2 separate regions of the Mus musculus genome follow, and region 2 is linked to region 1. Evidence: chromatin contacts called from public promoter capture Hi-C data. All regions are on one chromosome and are shown on one strand. The core of a region is the stretch at or near the end of the contact, and the rest is flanking DNA. Distances in the headings are between cores, read along the strand shown.

Region 1 (5,790 bases), core at 1,065-3,564:
GTGCCTTTAATCCAGGAGGCAGAGGCAGTCAGATCTCTGAGTTTGGGGCCAGACTGGTCTGTGGGGTGAGTTCCAGGACAGCCATGGCTACACACACACACACACACACACACACACACACACAGACAGACAGACACACCTTGAAAAAAACTAAATAAATAAATAACGTTGTCAAAAGAGTAAGTTGCAGATGTAATATTCTTATTCTTTTGCCTCTAAGTACATAAGCGGTTTTCCCTACATTATATCACTGTTCCTCAAAGCCACAGCACCAGGGCCAAAAGCATCATCTAGAATGTACTAGAAACCTAACTAAGAGGACCATAAGCATCATCTAGAATGTACTAGAAACCTAACTAACCATAACTAACTAACCATAACTAACCATAAGCCAGGCCAACTGATATTCATGACCTTTTCGGTAGTTACGGAAATAAACGAACATGACTCCTAATCTAATGTCTTATGTTTAGACATTATTTACCAGTGATTGCAAAGTACCAGTAATGGCTCTGATAGCAAAGAATAGGACACCAAGACTGCCAACAACCACTATCAATAATTTTGTCAAGACAGGAGCTTAAGGTCATCCTTGGCTACATAGCAAGTTGGAGGCCAGCCTGGGCTATATGAGACACTGTCTCAATAATGGTAATAATAATTTTGTTGAGACAAAGTAGTCAAATATCATCATATAGGGCAATTCAAAGGAAATAGCTTTTCCATTTATTTATTTATTTATTTATTTATTTATTTATTTATTTATTTATGAGACAGGATTTCCTGGAACTTGCTCTTTAGACTAGGCTGGCCTTGAACTCAGAGATCTGTCCGCCTCTGCCCTAGAGTGCTGACATTAAAGTCATGCACTACTATCATCTGGCTTAAGTTTTCCCATTTTATTTTTTTTTAATTATGTGTATACATGTGTGTGTGTGTGTGAGACCTGTGTGCTCACATGTCCATGGGTGACTGAAGACATCCTGCTAGGCCAAAGGCATCTGACTTCCCTGGAGCTGGAGTTACAGGCAGTTGTGATGTTTGTGCTGGCCTCTGTGAGAACAGTTTGTGTTCTTGATCGCTGAACCATCTCTCTAAGTCCCCAAGGTTTCTTCCTATGGCCACTTGGAGATTGTCAGATAAGAGGGCCAGGAACAAAATCTAATGAGGTATGGAAATGGAGGCTTAGCGTGCAGGAAAAAAAAAAAAAAAAACCAACATCCAGAGGGCAAGGGTGTGAGATGTTGAAAGAAGACAAGGGTAACAACTGTAGCAACCAGGCCAACAGATCTATATGACAACTGCGATTGTCTAGAGAACGCTGATTGGAGGTCCTGCCTAATCCCGACAAGGAGGAAATGACCCAAAGGACCAATGATGACAAAGTGCACACCATATGTAGAAAACACTTTTTAGGAGGAGCAAAGGGATAGAGAGGAGGAAGGGTGGAGGTGGGGCCAAGGAAGACTTTTTGTTTCTTCCAGGTGGAGCATCTTACCTGAAGCTGATTCCTGCCGGGGAAAATGGCCCAAGAGGCTTACAAACAACTGCCACCTAAGGTCTCATCTCTGCAGTCTTGGACTTAATTGATGCAGAGTGTGGCCAGAGATGTTTAAAGAGCTCCCAAGTGGTTTTTAGTGTGTAGTTATGACTGAGAATTGCTGCCACACACAGCAAGAAACAAACAAACAAAAAAACCCCACCTGATGTAAGACTTCACCTGGCTCTTAGCTAAGGCCTCAAACAGCTGAGGGTTTAAACGATCACGGTCAAGAGCACTTGTTCCTCTTGCAGAAAGGACCAGGCTTCAGTTCCCTCCACCCACATGGCTCACAACTGTAACTCCAGTTCCAGGGGATCCAAAGCATTAGATGTGATTCACTCTTACACATGCTTGCAAAATACTCATCTACATATAAAATAAAAATCTTTTTTAAAAAATTAAAAAAGGGAAGGCTAAGGTATCACACCCAGTAAATGTGATCAGAACAACTTGAAATAGAAACCAGACTGTTCTGGAGCAGGGTCTCGGGTAGCCCAGGCTGGCCTCAAACAATGTGGAGAAGGATGAACTAAACTCTTCCATCCTCCTGTCTTCATTTCTCAAACTCTGGGATTACAGGCGTGCAGCACCAAGCCGGGCTCGTGAGAGGAAGGGATCAAACCTAGAACTCCGTACGCGCTTGGAAAGCACTGTACCAAGCCGAGCCTCCTCCCAGAACTGGCAAATCAAAATTTCCTATAGAGGTGCAGAGGCAAAGAAAGGGCGTTTCCTCCGCCCATTTCGTTCCCTCGCTCGCCGCACGCCGGCGCCAGTGCGCACGCGCAGGCCCACCGGGCGCGAGCCGGCAGTCTCCGCGCGCTCCCGCGGTTCCTCTCCCCACTGTGGCCGCGGCGCGGGAAGGACAGTGAGCGGCCGCGATGGCTGACGAGATTGCCAAGGCTCAAGTGGCCCAGCCCGGCGGCGACACGATCTTCGGCAAGATCATCCGCAAAGAAATCCCCGCCAAGATCATCTTCGAGGACGACCGGGTAGGCTTGCCGCTTGCCCGGCGACACGCCGGCGTTCCCTGAGGAGCCGCGGGCCTGAGGCGACGCGCGGCCCGGCTGGCCTGGCCCTGCGCCCGCGTGGCCCTGCGGCGCGTGCCTGCGCTCGGGTTACGCGTTATCGGCCGCTCGGCCCGCCGCGTGTCGCGGCCCTGGTGAGGTGATGCGGGCGGAGGCCCCGGGAGGTGACGCCCGCCCGGGCCCCCTGTAAAGTGCAGACCCGTGGGGTGACGCCCACCGGGGCCCGCGGCCGCCACCCACCACGCGGGTGTCAATCTGGCCTTCGGGAAACCGGATCCTGCCCCCGGCGCAATCTCCGCGATCTCCCGCGCGCAGCGGTCCCCGCACTGCGAGGTGACCGGGGATTCGAGATCCTTATGCTCCCTGTCCCCTGCTCCGGCTGCAGACGTTGCCTCTGGGGACTGGAATTAGCCCTTCAAGCTTTTTAAAAAAATACTGCTTTAGGGTGTTTTGTTTGTTTTATTTTAATAGATCGGCTTCACTACTCTAGGCAGGCCATGAACTTGCTGACTAACTAACTGGGGCGGACCTTGAACCCTTGATCCCCCGCCTCCACCACCCATATGCTAAGGATTGCAGGCAGCCCACACCCTGCTGATCGGAGAAAACATTTATGGTGCAAGATCCAAAGTTGTATTTTTTCCCCTCCTTGATAGATGAAATCTCAGTCGATAGTGAAGACCAATTTTGTAAATTATTCCCTAGACAGTTCTGTTTATGGCTTTCAGTCTCACATAAAGCAGGGTGGGAGCTTGGCCCATTGACCAAAAGGTTTTATACGGGTTTGTTCAGTTCACTTTAAGAAACATGCAATATGAGAAAGCATTAATGCTACTGGTAATGTTCACATAGACTTGAAATAGTACTCCAAATTTCATTGGGTTCTTGAGGTGAGTTTTATTTAAATTGCCTGTATTTGTCACTAGTCTTAGAAAAAGGCCCATTTCATTTACAAAGTTTGCAAGTCTTTTAGTGTGTTCTGTAATCCCAGTCCCACCATCCATAAGACTGGCCAGCCTGTATTATGGAATAAGACCCTAACTCAAAAACAAAGCAAAACAGAACACTTGCAAAGAAAGAAAGAAAAAGCTTTAAACACAAAACCAGCATCCTGTGGTTCTTGCACTTGGAAGGTGGAGGGAAGAGAATCAGTTTAAGTCCAACCTGGCCTATATGGAGACCCCACATTAAAAAACAAAACAAACAAAAGAGAACCATTGTTTGCAGTTGTTTTGATAAATGGTCTTTGAAATAATGATTGAACTTGAGTATTACTGGCTGAGACATTCTAAATGACACAGCATTTTATAGAGTATACCAAGTAAAATTACTCCCTAGACAGGTAAGTATGGCTGGGTCCTGTTAGGAAGAGAGCATGAGATATAAAACACCCATACAAGGCGGTACCTGCACAGGAAAACAGAACAAAACAGGAAGTTGCAATCAGGACTTCGATCTGGAAAAGGTGGGAGGGGAAGGGAATCAGGTTTGTTTCCAAAATTATAAAGATGGAGGCAGAGGAGATGGTTCAGTGGCTAAGAGTACTTATTCTGAAAGCTTGAGGACCTGAGTTCAAATCCCAGCACCCATGTTTAAGCTGGGCTTAGCTGCATGTGCCTGTGACTCTAGCAGTTTGGTGACAAAGTAGTGGAGCCTGCTGGCAGCTGGCTAGTCAGCCTAGGCAAACATTTAGTTCAATGAGAACTTAAGGCAATAAGGTCCACAGCAATACAAGATGTTTCCATGCATAGGTTGCTCATCCATACATTCATGTGTGTGGATCACACACATGCACGTACACAAAAAGTGAGAGAAATTATTAACACAGGAAGAATTAGATTTTTCAAGTTGAGGAATATATAGTGTTTAAATTAAACAACAGTTGGGGTTAACAGAGGGGCTGGAGAGATGACTCAGTGGTTAAGACCCGTGTTTGATTCCTAGTACCCACATCTGGTTGCTCTGGACTGACTGTCGTCTGCAGTTCAGGGAATCCAGCTTCCTCTTCTGGCCTCCATGGGCAGACACTCAGTGTGAATATGGTGCACATCCATACATGCAGGCAGAAAAAGAAATAATCTTACAGAATAAAGAGCTGGGTGGTGGTGGCACATCTAGCACTCAGGCAGAGATAGGACAGTCTCTGAGTTGGAGGCCAGCCTGGTCTTCAGAGTGAGTTTCAGGACAGACAGGGCTACACAGAGAAACCCTGCCTTGAAAAAAGAAGGAAAATAATTAACTTTTTAAAAAAATGAGAGAGGGGGAGAGAGAATACAAGAGAATTATTGCACGGGGACTATCTATGGACAGTGTGGTTTGAGCCAGAGGACTTGAATGAGATCAGCCTGTTAAGGCTGATGGGACTAAATTTTCCTCATCCATTGTTTCAGTAACTGCTTTGTTGCTGTGAAGAGACATTAAGGGAACTCTTACAAAAGAAAACTTTCTTTTTTTTTTTTTTTTTTTTTCAAGACAGGGTTTCTCCATGTAGCCCTGGCTGTCTTATGTCTTAGAACTTACTTTGCAGACCAGGCTGGCCTCTGCCTGCCTCTGCCTTCTAAGTGCTGGGACTAAAGGCATGCGCCACCACTGCCCAATTCTTTTGATTTTTTTCAAGAAAGGATCTGTGTAGTCCTGGCTTGTCCTAGAACACACACTATATTAGGCTGGCATCCAGCTCACAAGAGATTCACTGCCTCTGCTTCCGAAGTGCTGGGGCTAAAAGGTGTGTACCACCACTGCTACCACCCAGCTAAAAGAAAACCTTTGAGAACTTGCTTACAGTTTTAGAGGTGTAGTCCATTCCTATGGTGAGAAGCATGGGGGTGTGGGGGGAGAGAAAGAGCTATCGTGAGCATGCTTGATGACTAAGCATTCAAGTGTACAGGCCTGTGAGAACTATTAAGGCACAGATGCAGTGTCACTGTCTCAGAATGGCTGTCCTTAATCACCCAGTCCAAACCATACTCCTCTGTGATGATTGCCCCTCTCACCCTTTCATAATGTGTGTGACCACTAAGAATCACATCTCTGCTTAGGCTCCATCCTAAGACTAAGTTACGTGCAAAGGATTGTGAGGCCATGTACATTATGTACACATCTGTTTCCTTAGCGACTGTTTGGTGCCTCCCATTCAAACTGCTTGACAGAGAGTGTTTTAGCCTAGCAGGTGATATACTAAAGCTTCTATTGTTTTGTTTTTTTTCCCTAGTGTCTTGCTTT
Region 2 (5,935 bases), core at 2,677-5,176, 1.1 Mb before region 1:
TGTTGGAGGCAGAGCCAGAGCCAGATTAAAGCATCCCAGCATGCCTTTTAAACCAGGCCAACAGGTACAGCATGAAGTGAGAATTCCTAGCTGCCCCTGTGCTGGGGCTGGTCTATAGAAGAGATGGAGTTGCTGTGGGCTGTGGACAGCTGGGTGAGAGTCACATACCCTTCCTTACTTATACAGCCTTTTTCTTTTTTGGTCATCTTCTAGGGGACATTGGGATAGGCATACAACATGTCTTCACGGAGATGAAGAATATGGACTCCATCATGTGGATGGACAGCCTGCTGGGCAACTCTGTGAGGCTGCCGCCCTCTATTCAGGCCATTCCTTGTGCACCATAGTTTGGGTCTCTGACCCGTTCTTGCCCTCCTGAGTGAGTTAGGCCTTGGCATCATGGTGGCTGTGATACAAAAAAAGCTAGACTCCTGTGGGCCCCTTGACACATGGCAAAGCATAGTCCCACTGCAAACAGGGGACCATCCTCCTTGGGTCAGTGGGCTCTCAGGGCTTAGGAGGCAGAGTCTGAGTTTTCTTGTGAGGTGAAGCTGGCCCTGACTCCTAGGAAGATGGATTGGGGGGTCTGAGGTGTAAGGCAGAGGCCATGGACAGGAGTCATCTTCTAGCTTTTTAAAAGCCTTGTTGCATAGAGAGGGTCTTATCGCTGGGCTGGCCCTGAGGGGAATAGACCAGCGCCCACAGAAGAGCATAGCACTGGCCCTAGAGCTGGCTCTGTACTAGGAGACAATTGCACTAAATGAGTCCTATTCCCAAAGAACTGCTGCCCTTCCCAACCGAGCCCTGGGATGGTTCCCAAGCCAGTGAAATGTGAAGGGAAAAAAAATGGGGTCCTGTGAAGGTTGGCTCCCTTAGCCTCAGAGGGAATCTGCCTCACTACCTGCTCCAGCTGTGGGGCTCAGGAAAAAAAAATGGCACTTTCTCTGTGGACTTTGCCACATTTCTGATCAGAGGTGTACACTAACATTTCTCCCCAGTCTAGGCCTTTGCATTTATTTATATAGTGCCTTGCCTGGTGCCTGCTGTCTCCTCAGGCCTTGGCAGTCCTCAGCAGGCCCAGGGAAAAGGGGGGTTGTGAGCGCCTTGGCGTGACTCTTGACTATCTATTAGAAACGCCACCTAACTGCTAAATGGTGTTTGGTCATGTGGTGGACCTGTGTAAATATGTATATTTGTCTTTTTATAAAAATTTAAGTTGTTTACAGCGTGTGGCTTTTTATTTAGAAATCAGAATTGGTCTTACTTTTTAAGGAAACCTCCTGATGGGAGTCTTTTGCTGGCTTTCTGCCTGGGCTTCAGCTGAGCATTGACATGCGTCGATCACGAATCTTTCCAGTTATGGTCAAGAAGAAGATGGCAGGAGGAGGGGGCGTCATGCCACAGGGACATGCTCATTTATACTCATTTGCCACGGAAGGGAGTTTTTATTTTAATTTTTCACTTCATGTGCCTGAATGTATGTCTATGTAAGGGTGTCAGATCCTCTGGAAATTGAGTCACAGACAGCTGTAAGCTGCCATGTGGTGCTGAAAATTGAATTTGGATCCTCAGGGAGAGCAGCCAGTGTGCTCTTCACTGCTGAGCCATCTCTCCGGCTGGGTTTTTGGTTTTGTTGTTTGTTTGTTTTTGAGACAGCGCCCCACAGTGTATCCGTGGCTTTCCTGGAACTCACTGTGTAGACCAGGCTGGCCTCAAACTCAAAGAGCTCTGCCTGCCTCTGAGTTTGTATGTGTAGGTCAGAGGTCAACAACTCCTAGAGGTTGGTTCTTTAACTTTGTAGGTCTTCCGGCCGGCTTGGGAGTTGATTTTGAACTCTTGGGGCCCAGTTGTCTGTCAGCCTGTGACACATTCAGCCTGTTGGTTCTGTTGAGCAAACAGGAACCATTTCAAACAACAGACAATTGGTGTGACACTGACCATTTAGACAACAGTGCAGGCAATGTCCCCAGGGCCTGCTGTGCTGCTGGTCTTGCTGGGTACTGACACTCGTCAAGCCTGAGAACTGAGTAGCTGAAAATGTGTCCAGAGATACATTCAGGAACTTGATGTTTAATTTCAAGAAAAGTTTGAATCGCCCCAGGTGACTGTGGTTTGGACTCACCTGGAAACGGTTTGGGGCTGAATGACTGAAGGACAGGACGGAATGAAGGACTGATTGCTGGCTAGTTCACGCCTACCTGCTTATTTTAGATGTTAATTCTGAGCGCTGAATACCAACCCCACAGCATACATTATACATGCACATAGGACGATCAGAGGGCTACTTCCTTTGGTGTCTTATTCCTCGGGTACTTTATGGTTTTGTGTTTGAGATGGTCTCTGGCCTGGACTGTCACCGGGTAGCCTGTCCCTAACTGGCTGAGCTCCAGGGGTCCGTTTCCCTGATTCCCGCGTTGCAGTTACTGGGAATCACTGTCACCTGCACCACCACACCTGACTTTATAAGGGCTCTGGGGCTTGAACTCTCAGGCCTGCACACTTCAAAGCAAGTGCTTTACAGACTGAGCCAACACCCCCCACACTGCCCCTCCCCCACTCCCATGCCCTTGTGCTGAAGTAAAAACCAACAGTTCTTTAAGACAAGGCCCTACTCCTGTAAGTACCTGAGGTGCAAGGTCTCGGGACTTCTGTAAGACTGTAAGAGTAGTCACTGTTCTTTTGTTTTGTTTTTTGAGACAGGGATTCTCTGTGTAGCCCTGGCTGTCCAGGAACTCATTCTATATAGACCAGGCTGGCCTCGAACTCAGAAATCCACCTGCCTCTACCTTCGGAGTGCTGATATTAAAGGCATGTGCCACCACTGGATGTGGTCATCCTTAATTGTCATCATGCTGTGTGAGTGGCAGGTGGGTTCCTGCTGGGTGACCATCCTGTATGAGGGTGGGGGTGGGGTCCTTAATTGCAGGAAGATCACCTCCTTAGTTCTTTGATGACCTATTCCTTGCTAAGAACTAGATTTGAGGTGGTTAGACTCATGAGGCATCTATGGAGTTTCCTAGTGGGTGACTTTCTAAGTCATGGTGGGTAGGAGTGAGTAGTGTGAAGCCAGCTGGACTGGAGGAACCCAATCTACCACAGACAGACCACTTCTGACTTTAATCTCCTTCAATTTGATCCCCAATGGAGAGTAGGCAGTTGTGATACATGGAAGTCCCAAGCAGCAGGGGAAGTCTCATGCTCTAATAAGCAAAGCTTATCAATTATCAGAAACGTGCAATGGATCAAAGGCATTCTGCTATCAGCTCCCAACCTCCAGGACCAAGATGGAGTCCAAAGCTCCTCTTATGGATAGAGCCATGGGATGTCCAGAGAGGGATCAAACCTCCCAGGGCAGCTAGATCCTAGGGACCAACCAAACCTTGAGGATCATCACGATTAGTAAGAGTGGTCGCACCCTAGATTTCAGCCCTTGCCTGGAAGATGAGCACTGTAAAATAAGACTGCTCAAATAAAGGTGGCAGCTGGAGCCTGGAATGGTGCAATATGAGTATAAATTGAGCCTAATTTAGGCCTACAATAATTCTAAGAACTTTACAGTGCTTCTGAGGGCTGTTCCTAAAAGTTTCTGTCTAACCACTAATGGATACTCTTGGCTGAGCAACTGGAAGGTCACTGAAGGATGAATTTTCTTGGGGTTATGATGATAATGATAGCTATCAAGGACCACTCTCCAATGGGGTTAACTGATAAAAAGGTGGGGTTCATAGGAAAAGCCCCACTTTTGCCAGCTCAGGTGAGGCAGTTGTAGAGTCTATACTGGATTTTACGTGGTTATGGCTGGTGGCCCAAATTCATAGATATTTGGGGGCATTTCTGCTGAGTCACTGGGGTTCCTCCTTGCCTTATTCCAAAGGTATCACTTTAGCTGAGGTGGCTTGTTTATTCACTTCTTGGAAGCAAGCCAGAGACAATGTATCAGCTTCTAACATCTGTCTGTGCCCTGGCTCAAAGGATAAGAAATTTCTCACCGGGCAGTGGTGGTGCACACCTTTAATCTCAGCACTTGGGAGGTAGAGGCAGGCAGATTTCTGAGTTCAAGGCCAGCCTGGTCTACAGAGTGAGTTCCAGGACAGCCAGGGCTACACAGAGAAACCCTGTCTCCAAAAACAAAACAAAACAACAAAAAAAGATTTCTCAAGTTTCTCTCAAAGCCTCTCGTGAGGCCAGTGGCTGAGAGCTGAGACCCTGGGGAAGGCTTGGTAGGAGGTGGAGCCCCTTTCCACTGGAAGCAAAGCATTCTTGTTGGGGCCAGGCCTTGCCCAACAGGTCAGATCCAAAACTCTACTCCTGTACAGGGGAGGGCAGTGTGCAGGTCCATGAGTGTGCCGGGACTGTCCTGTTAGAACTCAGCAGGAAGCCTTTGCTTGTGTCATATGCTGTTTCTTAACCCATGTGAATTGGTCAGATCCCTGCCTCGCTGTCCCAGAGGCAGGAGGCCTGGGTGGGAATGAGCTGGGGCATACCTTATCTCAGGGCTCCCTGGGGGACTAATCTGAGGCCTCACTGGCTGGCCTTGTAGTTTCCCTAGCTCCAAGGAGCTCCTAAGAGACTTATTTCTGCTTTTACTTTATTTTAGTCTTTTTTTTTTTAAGACAGGGTCTCTCTCTCTCTCTCTCTCTCTATATATATATATATATGTATATATATATATATATATATATATATATGTCTGGCTGTCCTAGAACTCAATATGTAGACTAAACTGACCTTAAACTCCCAGAGATCTATCTACTTGTCTCTGCTTCCCAAGTACTGGGATTAAAGTATGCCCAGCAGTTGCTGTTCCTCCTCAGGAGATTTCAAAAGCCCCTAATTCTGGCAGTGAGGTCTGTGATGTCTACAGTTAGAGTTTCCTTTCAATTGGGGAGATGCTGGAATCATGAGGTAATGCATGAATATCAAGTGGAAATGACAAGAGGCAGACATCTACCTGCCAACCATCTACCAGGAGAACTGAATCAACAGCGAGGGCTCAGCTGGACTACATTTAGGTGGACATGACAACACAGCCCAGCCCCACATACACAAGCACACATGCACATACCTCTCCCCACCACCAATCACTTGCTCACAAACCAGAAATCGATGTTCAACAAGGCTAAGGGGCTCGCCCAAGATGACTTAGCTAATCATTATGGAGGCTGGCTTCTAAACCACCTCTGTCCATGCCCAGAACCCAGTCTGGTTCCATCCACAGTATCATGGTTTCTGCAAGAAGGAAACAGAGAATAGCTGGGGACCCCATGCCAAGAAGGTATTTGGGACTCTTGAGCTGTGGCCACACCCTCCGACACCCTGGAGTCTAGGGTCTAGACAGTTGTCTGTACTTCCCTGGGGCCCCAGTGGCAAGAAGCTTGGCCTTCAAGAGAAGCAATGCTTTATTTACCTGGGCCTAGGAAGCTGCCTGGTGTTTCAAGGGCTAGGGCCCCAGGGAGCAGAGATACAGACAAGGCTTGTAACTTGACCTCAGAGCAGGGGGCAGCTTGGTTGTAGGTGTTTGCTCCAGAGGACTCTGGCCTGCCAGGGCTTAGCTCCAGGCTTCAAAGCATACTTTGTTAGCCATGTTTCTGTCTGAGCAAAGTGACCAGTTCTGCTCTAAACCAAGTCCATCTGGGAGGCGGAGGCAAGCAGATCTTTCTGAGTTCTGGCATACATAATGAGTTCTAGGCCTGCCAACATGCCAGCCTGCCAGGGCTATAGAGAGAGACCGTGCCTCAAACAAACAAAGCAACAACAAAACCCCACCATGAACAAAGCAAGAAGTTCTGGCATGTTGACCACAACAGGCCAATGTTAGGCTGCGGTTGGGGATGCAGACCCCACCTGTGGGAGGTAGAGCGTCATTGTCATAGCTGGGGACCCGTGGTTCCCTTCCAACTCTTTTAGCTAGCTTACTGGAATATAGAGGGGAGCC

The links. Promoter capture Hi-C pulls out the DNA fragments that hold promoters and counts their contacts.
Region 2: a contact with region 1 is called in a promoter capture Hi-C map of liver, with 3 times the contacts expected there. The contact joins the enhancer-like site here to the promoter of Hint1 in region 1. A contact is called at or near these places in 5 of 39 promoter capture datasets (embryonic stem cells, hippocampal neurons, liver and 1 more), 1 of 484 Hi-C or Micro-C datasets (B cells) and 4 of 115 datasets of contacts at active chromatin or transcription factors (astrocytes, embryonic stem cells, large pre-B cells and 1 more).

What each region holds. Positions count from the first base shown.
Region 1 is chr11:54,864,069-54,869,858 of GRCm38.p6, forward strand. It overlaps Hint1 (histidine triad nucleotide binding protein 1), which reads left to right and starts at 2,315. Exons shown (of 3, transcript NM_008248.3): 1 at 2,315-2,532; 2 at 5,780-5,790. The coding sequence starts at 2,422.
Region 2 is chr11:53,776,100-53,782,034 of GRCm38.p6, forward strand. It overlaps Irf1 (interferon regulatory factor 1), which reads left to right. Exons shown (of 10, transcript NM_008390.2): 10 at 214-1,225. The coding sequence ends at 347. Among named protein-coding and RNA genes, the nearest start is that of Irf1, 9.1 kb to the left of the region's middle. Within about 2 kb of position 3,927, at least 30 of the 459 cell types and tissues checked have an H3K27ac peak or open chromatin away from gene starts, as enhancers often do. A contact at or near this core is called in liver, where this site is marked.